Regions from separate parts of the Mus musculus genome. Here region 1 is linked to region 2. The links are chromatin contacts, called in public HiChIP or PLAC-seq maps. All regions are on one chromosome and are shown on one strand. The core of a region is the stretch at or near the end of the contact, and the rest is flanking DNA. Distances in the headings are between cores, read along the strand shown. Region 1 overlaps Gm11998 (predicted gene 11998). Region 2 holds the start of Zpbp (zona pellucida binding protein).

Region 1 (2,700 bases), core at 112-2,611, 110 kb after region 2:
GATTTATACAGGTATGGGAGTAAGTGGATCACTCTAGACTGGACTAGTAAGGCAAATGGTGTCTTCTAAGAGAACTTTTACCATTTTATGTATATGTATAATTTGTTAAGCATATTATTAAAATCAGATGCACTATAAGAAGGGGTATATGCAGCAAGAAAAAGTTCATATAGCTCAAATACACTAATTAAAATAGAGAAACCTTCAAACTATGACCCTTAGTAATGAGCCTCTCCTTTCTTTAAACTCCACAAAAGAAGCCTGAGGCAGTAGCCTGGGAACTTTAGCACTCTCTTATAAATGTAGCCAGATTTTTTACTCTTGACAGTATATTTCTGACCTGTACCCTTACTTTGTTTTAGAACAAAAATCTGCAACTTCCCTATATGTGTATATCTTTAGCTTGATTCATTGAATAAGACACCAAGAACCTGAAAAAAATTTTGTCCAAATACCAACCAACACTAACAAAACTATTTAGATTATAAGAGAAAAGATCAATATGAAAAGTATATTTATTTACATCAGCAATGAAAAGTGTAAAAATGAGGACTGGGGATACAGATCACTGGGTAAGCATGAGGGATTTCAAATTCCTAGCACCCCCACACAAAGCTGGGCATAATTGCACACACCTGTAATCTCAGCCTTAGGGAAAAGAAATAGGTGGATCCTTAAAGCTTCCTGTCAATAGGAGGAACAACAATATGAACTAACCAGTACCCCCACAGAACTGTGTCTCTAGCTGCATATGTAGCAGAGGATGGCCTAGTTGACCACCAATGGGAGGAGAAGCCCTGGTCTTGAGAACATCATATGCCCCAGTACAGGTGAATGCTAGAGCCAGGAAATGGGAGTGGGTAGTTTGGGGAGCAGGGAGGGGGAGGGTATAGGGGACTTTCGGGATAGCATTTGAAATGTAAATGAAGAAAACATCTGATAAAAATGAAAAAAAGAGCTTAGTGTCAATCATCTCATCTAAAATGAGAAGACTGAGAGACTTCATCTCAGAGTAATAATGTTAATAATGATAGTGGAAGATACCCAACACCCTCCTGTGGCCTCTGTGTATGTCTGTGCACAAAGGCACATGCACCTACACACACACGCACACACACACACAAGTATAAAAGTGAAACTAAAAAGTAATTCCATTTACAATTGTATTAAAACAATAAAATGATAATAAATTTGACTAAATCAAAGTATGATTTGTATACTGAAATGAAAAAAGAAATGGTCTGCAAATGTGGATTTTTGGAATCCTTCCTTTCCTACTTGTAATCCTTTGATCTCCTTCAGTTGTCTGTACTGCTTAACTAAGACTTCGAGTGCTACATTGGACAGAATGGACATCCTTCCTTGACTTGTTCCTGACTTTAGTGGAAACACTCTGAGCTTCTCTCCATTTAAGTTGATGTTGACTGGCTGTAAACCCCCTTCATTATGTTAATCTCTGTCCCTTGTATGCCTTGTTTCTCCTGTACTTTCATCATGAATGTGTTGGGATTTATCAAAACCTTTCTTGCATCTATGAGATGAACATTTTGTTTTTGACTTTTGATCTATTATGTGCTGGGTATGTTTGCTGATTTACATATGTTGAACCATGTATCTCTGTGATGAAGTCAATTTGATCATAGTGGATGATCTTTTTGATGTTTTCTTAAATTCAGTTTTTGAGAACTTTATTGAGAATTTTTGCATTGTGTTCACAAATAAGGTCTACATTTTTCATTTTTGTTCAGTCTCTGTTTTAGTATAGGGACTTTGTAAAAAGAATTTGGAAGAGTTCCCTCAGTTCCTATTTTGTGAAATGATTTGTGGATTGTTGACATTCGTTATTCTTTGAAATTTTGATAGACTTCTACACTAGGACCTAGGGTTCTTTTTTTCTTAGTTGGGAGTTTAATTGATGCTCTATTTCACTAGGGGTTATGGGTATGTTGATTTCATCTTGGTTTTAGTAGGTAATATCTATAAAGAAATTCATCTATTTCTTTTAGGTTTTCCAGTTTGGTGAAATACTGATTTTTAAAGTATGTCCTTATGATTATCTGAATTTCCTCCATGTTTGTTGTTATGTCTCCCCTTTCATCTCTAATTTTATTAATTTGATTATTTACTAATTGATTATTTCTTCCCGTACACTCTTTGTAGATGCTATTTCTTCTAGTTTTTTTTCTAAAAAATTTGAAGTGCATCATTGTTATTAGTGTGAGATTTGTCCAGTTTTTTTTTTTTAATGTAGGTACTTAGTACTATGAACCTAACTCCTGGCATTGCCTTCATTGTATAAGCATATTTTGTGTTGTCATTTTGATTCAATTCTAAAAGAATTTTAACTTCCATCTTGAATTTTGTCTTAAATCAGTCTTCATCTTGTCCATTTCTATTGTTGATATCCACCCTCCAAAACATTACAGGTTATATTGCCAAAGCTATGTGTTACCATCTACAACATGTCAAGATCCCGTTACTGAAGATACCACTTAATTTTCTCATAGAATATGGGAAAATTGAGCTGGTGTCCAACTAGAAGCTTTACTCTATTGACTAGTTTTCATAGTGCTAAAAGGTACTACACATGCTACCACAGGACAAAAGTAATCAATCTTACCCAGTTAAGAACCTGTGACCAGCAACACCATCAGTATATCTTGCAACCTGCCTGCAAGATATACTGGTAGAATAGTGGCA
Region 2 (2,959 bases), core at 8-2,507:
AGCCTGCTTTCTGACATTGCCTGGGACCACCTGCCCAGGGATGACACCACCTCCCAGAGGACCGGCCCCTCCCACATCAAAAGCAATTAAGAAAAATACCCCCACAGACCGCTCATACGTCAATCTGATAGTCAAATCTTCAATTGAGGTTTCCTATTCCCTGGTAACTACAGATTGTGTCAAGTTAAAAAAAAAATAAAAAACTAGTAAGCATGCCCCATTTCTTTCCTTTAACCACAGTATCCCTTTCTTCACACTTCTTCTACATCTGTATCCTTGGTTACTTTATAGTTCTCTTATTTGAATAAACTTTAACTCTGACAAATGTACCTTTAGTACATTTAGGATCTATGGGACACAGATTATTGCTAGTAAGTCTACAATTTCAACATAAAGAGAGGGAGAGGGAGAGAGACCAAACCTTGCTAGCTAAAAAGCCAATCTAGTAAGCGCTCATTTCTTTCTCCGATATATATTTTTGAAACTAGGATACGTGTTTCCAACTACACCCTGCATTTTACATCCAGAACCAACAGAGGGCGCTGCACTATCAAGGATGGTCTAAAAGCTCACTAGGTTCACAGCACAAATTCAGTACTATACAGAGCTACATAGACTCGCTCTGAAACACACGGCTGGCAATGACCCACGAACTGAAGTTTTATTAAGGCACTTTTAAAGTTCGGATAATCTCTTGGAGCAGGGCCTCCTTCACGAGCCCACAGAGGTCTTTTCTATGCAAATGTAGTTTTCAAGATTCCTACACAAAACTAGGCTCACTGGGGCTGTCCCTGCCAGAGAGGGTGTCCTTGTGTAGTCGGAGTCACGTGACACGGGGCCAACGCAATTCTCGTGAGGAGCCGCGGCAGCCAGAGCTCCCGCCATGCGGCGCCGAGCCTCACCTGCAGGGGGCGCCCGCAGCAAGGCGCAGAGCAGGACGGCGGCCAGCGACAGCGGCGAGAGCACGGAGCCCGAGGCCCCGGCCCGCCGCCGGCCCCGCGGAGCCCGGCCCGGGGCCAAGGCCTCCATCCACACGCCGCCGACGGCCGAGCCTCGGCGCAGAAGGTCGTTACCTGGCGCGCGCCCACCCGCCGCCGGAAGTTGGCAGACGGCAGGCCGGAAGGACGGACCGACGGACGCGCCACTTCCGCTCGGGTGATGTGCGGGAGGTGTGCTAGCTTGGGACCCAGCTTGGGTACACATGGGAGGCAAGAGGTCGATCCCCTAGGGGCTCCCTTGACTTCGAGGCCCCGCACCACTAAGGAAACCCTCCAGAACCTGGCTGGTCTGAGATTCCAAAGCGAGAAGAATCTTGTGTCGCAAAGTTCTAACCTTTGCCTTCCCGTGGTGTCTGTGTGCAGAGGAGAAGCCCCTCTTATTACCTTAGCAGTGGATTGAGTTTCAGCCTTTAGGTGCCTAATGGCAGCAGATCCTGAGAACGGATGACTTAATGAATGTACACCTCTCATAAACTTCCTGGCTATAGTAATGCCAATGCATGAAGTTCCTGACTGTTGTAATGCGAACGATTGTGCATTATCAGTGTGTGGGACTTAATAGAAAATGCATGCAGTGAACACCTAGGAGAAATTAAAGGTATTGCCTTAAAAAGTGGCATGATGGGAAAATGGAGGAAATAGACCTTAGATGACATTGACTTTCATGCAGTACTCGGCTTGGAAGATCATCCTCAACTTGGATTCAGGAAAACATAAAGAACCAGCTCACGGACCGTTTAGAATGAGAATGTATTTAAATTGAAAGAATCATACATCTTTTCTGCCTTTGGAAGGATTTAATGATAGTCCAACTAGGATAAAAATAAATTTTATACAAATATATAGAAACACTAGAAGCAGGCTGTTAAATGTTTTCACTTTTAATATGAAGAGATGGGTAATACGGAGTGGAGTAAAAACTTACTGACCTTCGTGTTTTGGATAAACTGTCCAGGACCTTATGCTGAAAACTTACCCATTTATTTCAACGTTATTGCTTGTTTTGTTGTATATTGCAAATTTTCAGTCATCATCATAGGTGGTCGTGGCTACATTCTGCTTATCCTTACTATCATACAATTGATCTGATTTAAATATTCTATACCTGACTCTTGTAGAAGCTTACCTTCTTTATTTAAGGAGGTGTGAGCTATTACCCTTCGGATTGTAATAATTAAACTTAGTTGCAATTTTCATGCAAAACCAAATTGTCTAGTTAAAAAACAGCTCTTAAGTGGACTGCTATGCTTATCGTTTAAAATAGATCGTTTTTTATGCTGCCATTTACTGAAATAACATAAATACCTCATTGTTTTCGTTCTAAGAATTGTGGTAACTTAAAGAAACTGCAGATAATTTAAGGCATTTAAGAATGGACTTTTACATTGGCTATGATTTATGAATTATTTTTCTTAAAAATCAGTATACTATATCTTCCTTGTTAGCGTATTTAAATTAAACATATACCAATGTTTATAATTTATTCCAACCCGAAAAGTTATTTCTAGTTTGTGTGTGTTTGTGTGTGTGTGTTTGTGTGTGTGTAGGAGAGAGAGAGAGAGAGAGAGAGAGTATATATGAAAGAGAGAGACTGTATATGTATTCACTACATCAACTTCAGTATATTCTTTCAGTTACTATCTTGCCCACAAAATATGAACATGTTAAATTTTTACATATACATGTGTGTGTGTGCATGTGTGTGTGTATTGGTTTCCTGAGCATTGGAGAAAAAGGTATAATGGAAATATTACTAGGACTTTTTTCTGTGGTTTGCCTAAAGAATTCCATTATGATGTACATAATAAGTAGTTCCGTGAGCTATGGTTCTACCTGTTGCCAAGCAGCAAAGGCTCTTTTTGTGTTTTTTTATTATTATTATTATGTCCTATTTCTATACTGGCCTATCTCCCTTTCAGCAGAAAAAAATTACCTTAAGACTTTTTAAATGACTAACATTT

The links. HiChIP or PLAC-seq counts read pairs in DNA pulled down with a chosen protein or histone mark.
Region 1: a contact with region 2 is called in an H3K4me3 HiChIP or PLAC-seq map of the SCID.adh cell line, with 11 read pairs. The contact joins the enhancer-like site here to the promoter of Zpbp in region 2. A contact is called at or near these places in 4 of 39 promoter capture datasets (the C10 cell line, the HPC-7 cell line, HPC-7-derived erythroid cells and 1 more), 1 of 15 datasets of contacts at CTCF or cohesin (thymocytes), 14 of 484 Hi-C or Micro-C datasets (B cells, the Ba/F3 cell line, the G1E-ER4 cell line and 8 more), 4 of 115 datasets of contacts at active chromatin or transcription factors (CD8 T cells, the SCID.adh cell line and embryonic stem cells) and 3 of 9 other capture datasets (adipose tissue, embryonic stem cells and liver).

What each region holds. Positions count from the first base shown.
Region 1 is chr11:11,575,845-11,578,544 of GRCm38.p6, forward strand. The region is part of intron 1 of Gm11998 (predicted gene 11998); the gene reads left to right. Among named protein-coding and RNA genes, the nearest start is that of Gm29945, 19 kb to the left of the region's middle. Within about 2 kb of position 1,362, at least 1 of the 459 cell types and tissues checked has an H3K27ac peak or open chromatin away from gene starts, as enhancers often do. A contact at or near this core is called in the SCID.adh cell line, where this site is marked.
Region 2 is chr11:11,461,162-11,464,120 of GRCm38.p6, forward strand. Zpbp (zona pellucida binding protein) reads right to left here and starts at 1,258. Exons shown (of 8, transcript NM_015785.2): 1 at 903-1,258. The coding sequence starts at 1,203. It overlaps Spata48 (spermatogenesis associated 48), which reads left to right and starts at 2,583. Exons shown (of 9, transcript NM_001347068.1): 1 at 2,583-2,959.